Regions from separate parts of the Mus musculus genome. Here region 1 is linked to region 2. A link is a contact called in public promoter capture Hi-C data. All regions are on one chromosome and are shown on one strand. Each heading gives the region's core, a stretch centred on a gene start, on an enhancer-like site or on the middle of the called end of the contact. The rest is flanking DNA. Distances are from core to core; before and after follow the strand shown. Region 1 holds the start of Ccdc24 (coiled-coil domain containing 24). Region 2 holds the start of Mutyh (mutY DNA glycosylase).

Evidence for each region. Promoter capture Hi-C pulls out the DNA fragments that hold promoters and counts their contacts.
Region 1: a promoter capture Hi-C map of embryonic stem cells shows a contact between it and region 2. The contact joins the promoter of Ccdc24 here to the promoter of Mutyh in region 2. A contact is called at or near these places in 3 of 39 promoter capture datasets (embryonic stem cells, hippocampal neurons and liver) and 2 of 115 datasets of contacts at active chromatin or transcription factors (double positive thymocytes and large pre-B cells).

The regions. Positions count from the first base shown.
Region 1 is chr4:117,871,030-117,874,155 of GRCm38.p6, reverse strand. Ccdc24 (coiled-coil domain containing 24) reads left to right here and starts at 1,686. Exons shown (of 8, transcript NM_001034876.1): 1 at 1,686-1,761; 2 at 1,976-2,167; 3 at 2,296-2,409; 4 at 2,967-3,092. The coding sequence starts at 2,010. It overlaps B4galt2 (UDP-Gal:betaGlcNAc beta 1,4- galactosyltransferase, polypeptide 2), which reads left to right. Exons shown (of 8, transcript NM_017377.5): 8 at 153-1,156. The coding sequence ends at 303.
Region 2 is chr4:116,806,064-116,809,535 of GRCm38.p6, reverse strand. Mutyh (mutY DNA glycosylase) reads right to left here and starts at 1,802. Exons shown (of 16, transcript NM_133250.2): 1 at 1,765-1,802. It overlaps Toe1 (target of EGR1, member 1 (nuclear)), which reads left to right and starts at 1,977. Exons shown (of 8, transcript NM_026654.2): 1 at 1,977-2,068; 2 at 2,777-2,919; 3 at 3,010-3,050; 4 at 3,181-3,277; 5 at 3,393-3,472. The coding sequence starts at 2,017.

The sequences.
Region 1 (3,126 bases), core at 437-2,936, 1.1 Mb before region 2:
GGGCTGCGGTCTTTATTTTGAGAGCAAATATAAGAGCAATGGGCTTCTGGCGAGTTGTCCCTGAAGGGAGAGGATGGCCCGGGCCTTTGCCATAGAGATTCAGGATTGAGCAGAGACTGTTAGCCTTGATCTGAACTCGTCTCCTTTTCTAGGTTTAATAAGATTCAAAACACAAAGATGAGCATGAAGTGGGACGGCATTGGATCCGTGCGGTACCGAGTCTTGGAAGTGTCTCGGCAACCGCTCTTCACCAACATCACAGTGGACATTGGACAGCCCATGTCGTGGCTCACTCAAGGCTGACACTAACGGACCAAGGCCCTCCATGCTTTTCTAGTATGGAAGGCTGCCTGCCAGAGGCCTGACCTCCAGCCTGGCTGACAGCTGCTCTAAGGGTTGTCCCCAAGACTGTGACTGTGAGCTGTTTTCTGAGTCTAATAGACAGCTGCACCTAGAAGTTCCAGCATTCACTTTGAGGGGCGTTTGGGCAAGCCCCACTTATGGCCCTCTCTGGGGTCAACCCCTCTTCCTGTCCTACTTTTCCCAGCCCAAACCTCCTCACTTTTAGGGTTGGGCCAGCCCCTGCACTGCCTCGCGGAGTGGCCTGGGCTAGGTCACTCCACCTCTCTGTGCCTCAATTTCCCCACTCCCCTCGAGTCCCCTAGGGCCTGAAAAGGTGGGAGGTTTGACTAGGGGGCAGTGTCTCTTCCAGGGGGGAATTCCTCAGATCTGGAGACCCCTCATGCTTCCAGGGGAGGGGAAACCTTTTTCATTCAACATTGTAGGGGGCAAGCTTTGGTGAGCCACCTACTGAGGAGCACCCCCAGGAGGGGACCAGAAGGGGTGCTGTGTTGTTTCCTGGGACCATGGGGTTGACCTTTGCATGAGGGACAGGTGGGGCCTGGATCAGTCAATGGATCTGGCCTCCCTCCCTTAGAGAGGAGGCAGGAGCCCCAGGGCCTGCTCTGTTTATATGTTGCACAGAAACTTGTGTGGGTGCTTTAGTAAAAAACGTTAACGGAGCAGCCCCCTTGTCTGTCTGTGAACGGGATCTGGATTCCCGAAGCTAGTTTGTGTTGTGGGAGGTGACCTGGCTAGGGTCTTCTAGTAACTTAATAAATTTCCTAGCCCTGCCACTTCCACTGTTACAGGGAGAAAGTTTTATCTTGACACTGCTTTCAAACTAGTAGGGATAAGGAAATAGCGGACCAGTGGGGCCAGATTTCTCAGCTCTTCTCCCTCAGAGGCAGAAAGGTGCCCTGGGATAAGCACAGGGTGCTTAGCCACTGCGGGCAGGGGCAGGGCCTCTTTCGAGGGCTGATCCCAGGGCACGGATGGTTTCCCAGGTGACCGACTCTTAGGAGGGGAGGGGCTAAGGGCCGATTCCCACAGCCAGGCTTCCCCCAGAAGAGGCAAGGACCCCACACCCTGAAGGGTCTGCTCATAGTAGGCCACCAAAAGACAGCACAATTCTGGTGTGGGGACTTTGGCAGAAAGGGGCGGGGTATCGATGTCAGCCGGAAGGGCTTGGTGGGCGTGGCTCTGGTCCAGAGCAACCATCGGTCTCCCAGGAAATCTAGCACTCTGACCTCCGGGCCTGTAGATCTGATCAGGAGGCCGCGACCCATGCAGGCCATGCCCGGGGACTCCCCAGCACTGTGGGAGCTGGTGGAGGAGCATGTTCCACTCCCGGAGCGGCCTGAAGTGAAGAGGATTCTGGGGGAGGCAGCAGTGGACCTGAGTCTGGAGTTGCGAGAGGAGGTGGGAGTCCGGTGGGTGGGGGTGGGCCACATTCCTAGTGATCACAACTCTAGTGATTTCCTACCACCACCAGGTCCCTAACCCTATTTGGTGATACCGCCCCCCCCCCCCCCAACACCTTGTTCTCACTGCCTGCCCTTGCTCTCTGTTTAGCTCCTCCCATCCCTTGGCAACCCTCAACCAACACACATTAAACCCGTCCCCTCTGCCCCAGTGGCAAGGTACCCCAGCTCTCCTTACAGGTGGCGATGCTAAAGGCGCTGCTCCAAGAGATCCAGTCTTCTCAAGTTTCCAACTCTGACCCTCCCTCCCTACTGGCACCACCCCCCCTCTTGAGGGACCTCATTCGCCAAGAACTCCGACAGTTACTCCAAGGCCTCCGCCTTAAGGCTATCAGTGAGGGCAGGTGGGATTCTCAGCCATGGCCTCCTTGCCGGGACACCAGATGGGCTGCCCCTGATAAAGAGCCAGGGTGACCTTTCCTGGTGTTTCCTGAAAGGAGGTCCTCAGGTCCCTTCATGCACATGCTTTCAGGGACCAGACCCAGATGTGGGCCCAGTATAGTCCCAGGGTCCTTCGCTTTGCCTTAGAGGATACCAGGTGTGACTCAACACAACAGGAACTCCCGATGAGAGCTGATGAGCCCAGGTAAAAACAGAAGACTCTGCCCAACTGGGGCTGGACACTGTTATAGCCACTTGTGATAGGGCTCGGCACATAAAGGCTGAAGTCCTTAAGGGGACACCTGCCCAGCCTGGCGGAAGGGAGTAGTTTTCCAAGCAGATAAAATGGAGAGTTTTGTAGGCAGGGGCTGGAGGGAGAACAGGAGGCCATGTCCAGTGAACAGTTATTTTCAGGCCTAGCAGATGAGACCAAAGGCTTGGGCTGGAGGTACAGGAAGAGCTGGGAGGAGGTGACAAATGACATGCTCAGCTGGGGACAGAGAGGGATTAATGTCCTCATGTGCACAAGTATACTGTGCCAGTTTCTTATTCAAATCCTCCCACAATCCTATAAGCTGAGCATTGTCCCCAGCTTTTCAGGTGACAGAATGAACACTCAAAAGGACAATTTCCCTGAGGTCACACAGTGAAGGTGGCAGAACTACCAGGTGCAAGCCAGGGCTCTGGGGCTATTGTTTGCACTGTTAGGTGGCCTGCCTGAGAAAAACAAAAGGCTCTAGAAGTGGCATTTGTTCCCTGAAGGGCTGGAATGAACAACACAGAGAGGGTGATGGTAACCTCACCTGTCAGCACCTGTCCCAGGGACCTCACTGTCATCAAGGACCAACTGAATGTGTCTAATATTGACCAAGTTGTCAGACACCTGAGGTGAGGCTTCAGGGCACCTGAGTGTATAGATTGG
Region 2 (3,472 bases), core at 553-3,052:
GTCACCACCATACCTGGCATTCTCCATTGTAGCTTTTATAGCAAGTGTAATGTCAAATTTACTTTTGATTCTTTTGGTCAATGTCTTCTTATTCTACTTTAAATGAAACAGCATTTTGGAAGCTAAGCTGGATGACTATGAACTCTGGTTTCATCTCAAACAAATAAACCAACCAACCACAAGCCTGGGAGTTGAGAAGATAGTTCAGTGGTTAGTGATAATTAGTTGGATTTCCAGCACCTCATAATCATCTGAAACTCCAGTTTCAGGTGATCCAACACCTTCTTCTAGCCTCATGGGCACCAGGGACCCTCCCTGTGCACATACATATATTCAAGAAAATACTCATATATATCAAATAAACACGGACACAGGGACCCTGTGCACATATACAGGAAAGCAGTCATATATATTAAACAAACAAAGTAAAAGTTAAAAAAAATCCCACAACTTTTGAGTGGAGATGTTGGTCAGTTAGTGACTGTCTAGGGAACATGAAGTCCTGGGTTCAATCCCGGATCCCACGTGGCTGCACAGTGGGGGCTCATGAGTTTTGATCATAGCATCCATATTGGACTGCTCATAAACCAGCTGTGATATCAGCCCTAGGCTACGGCCAGGGGGATTAGAGGGCTGTGAGATCTGTGTTGGAGGGTGGGATCCGACTGCACTCACACACACGGACCCACGCAGAAATCATACACGGAATTAAAAATAGTAACAAACCTTTTTTGTTTTTGTTTTTTGGAGACGGGTTTCTCTGTGTAGTTCTGGCTGTCCTGGAACTCACTTTGTAGACCAGGCTGGCCTCGAACTCAGAAACCCACCTAATCCGCCTGCCTCTGCCTCCCAAAGTGCTGGGGCTAAAGGCGTGCGCCACCATCGCCCACTACAAATCTTTTTTAAAAAGTCAAACTAGCCGGGCGTGGTGGCGCACGCCTTTAATCCCAGCACTCAGGAGGCAGAGGCAGGTGGATTTCTGAGTTTGAGGCCAGCCTGGTCTACAAAGTGAGTTCCAGGACAGCCAGGACTATACAGAGAAACCCTGTCTCGAAAAACCAAAAAAAAAAAAAAAAAAAAAAGTCAAACTAGAGTGGTTGTGCACACCTATAACCCAGCACTCCAGGTGTGGAGATTGCTTTTTGTTTTGTTTTATAGAGACGAGAGTTTCTCTGTGCAGCCCTGGAGCTCACTCAGTACACCAGGCTGGCCTTGAACTCAGAGATCCGCCTGCCTCTGCCTCCTGAAGGATGAGATTATTGTCAGGCACCATCCCACCCAGCCTGAATTTTTAAAGATAAGTTTGAAGCCTTTTATCTTTTAAGATAAGGAGAAATCTAGGTCGGTGGAGCTAGAGAACACTTCCTAGGATGGGACTGAATTCCGACATTGTTACCACCTACAGGTCAAATTAAGACCTACCAAAACCTTAACTCAAGTGCACATTAATACTTGGGTGAATTATCTTTAAAACGTTCCTGGTCATTTTACCACTTATCTACCTGTGTCCTGTAGAACGCTTCCCTCTCACTTCCTTATCTTTCTGGACTTGTGTCCATGCTCAGGACCCCTTTACTCGGCCGTGCACCCCTCTCTCCCGAACTCCTAGGCTTGCTTTAGCTCAGCGCAGGAGGCATTCTTTCCCCAACCCAGCGCCGAGAAGCCTGCGCTGCCCATGCCAACCCTGAGTTTGTGTAAGTGAAACGATCGGCTGTAATTTTAAGATTCCACGTTCCCGCCACCACAAATGAAAGCACAGATTACCTCCTGCGCAGTCTCCGACCGGCCGCTCCCAAGAAACCCCGAAGGGGGCGTGGCTTCGGTCAGTAGGACCGTCCAGCCAATAGACACTCAGCGCGCGCAAGGCCCACGCTCCGCACCCCGCCCGACCACTCGGAACGGAAGTTGACCCTACGGGACCCAGACGCCGAGACCCCGCCCCATCCTAGATCCGTGTCGCTTCTGGAGACGAAGCGGAAGTCTCTGCGTACCTCCAGAAGGCTGGCGAGGGGCGTCATGGCCGCGGACAGTGACGATGATGTGCCTCCAGTTCCAACGCCCTCTGACGGTGAGCGGCTCCCCAGGGATGGCCACAGAAGCCTAAGGGGTCCTGGGGAGGGAAAAGCCTCGGCCCGGTAGCTCGGAGACAGGCCTGTAGTTCTTCTTGCCTCAGCTATCTTAGACTACAACTCCCAGTGTGCAGCGCGTGCAACTGCAAAACCCGAACTGTTGTAGAGTGGAGCAGTGAGGTGGGATGGGTGGTGTGTTTTGGACGGAGCCGGTGGTTGTCAGTCGGTAATACCAGAGTGCGTAGTCGTCCACAGTAAGTGGAGCTTGGGTTTAACTTTGGAGCACTCCGGTAGCTGTTGAGGCATCATGTATATGTGGCTTTATGGGATCGGTTTGTGTTTGAGATAGGAGCATGCTCTGTAGGCTAGCCTTGAACTCGTGGTCCTTCAGCCTAATGCTCCCTAGTCCTGGGATTACAGGCTGGAGGATAAAGAATCCTCAAAGGTTATCTAGTCCACTTTTCTCCTGATCATGATGCAAAAAAGAAATGATTTCCCAGTCCCACATAAAGGCACTAAAAGACACAGATGCCCTTTTTCCAAATTTAGGGCACTGCCCATTTCAGAGCTTGTGTTTAGAGCTGGTAGATGTAAAATCTTTAAGTGAAAGCTTGTCAGTGGGCACCCCTTTGCCCACATCTAGCTTGGTGTTTGCTCCACAGGGACCTTGTGAAACCATCTAAATCCATCAACGCCCTTATCCCCAGGTGGTGTCAACAAAAACACACAACCTGCAGAGGAGTTTGTGGTTCGGGTTCCTGTGGTAGACGTGCAGAGTGACAACTTCAAGGAGATATGGCCATCACTCTTGCTAGCCTTAAAGACAGCTAGCTTTGTGGCTGTGGACACGGTGAGGAGTGGGAGGAAGGGAGGGCAGGTGGCTGTGAAGTGTTTGGTGATGGGTGTGGAAAATAACCACACTTCCTTTACCCACCCATAGGAGCTGAGTGGGCTCGGGGATAGGAAGAGTTTGCTGAACCAGTAAGTATAAGCCTTGCCTGTGATCCCAGCTCTAACAAATATGTAGGTCTCAACCCAGAAGCTAGGGACTGCCAGCCCTGGTAGTTTGGGTTCTTTGTGAAACTAACTCATGCCCAAACCCAACTCTAAGGTGCATTGAGGAACGTTACAAGGCCGTGTGTCATGCTGCCAGGACCCGTTCTGTCCTGTCCCTGGGCCTCGCCTGCTTCAGGCAGCAACCAGATAAGGTAGGAATTACCTTCATCCCAGGTCTGAGGGAGGCATGGGGCCTGAGAGTTGAGATCTTAATGGTGGAAATTTTTCCTCCCAGTTTTTGGTAAAGTAGATCCTCATGTTTTTCAGGGTGAAAATTCTTACTTGGCTCAAGTGTTCAATCTCACCCTGCTATGCATAGAGGAGTACGTTATAGAACCGAAGTCTGT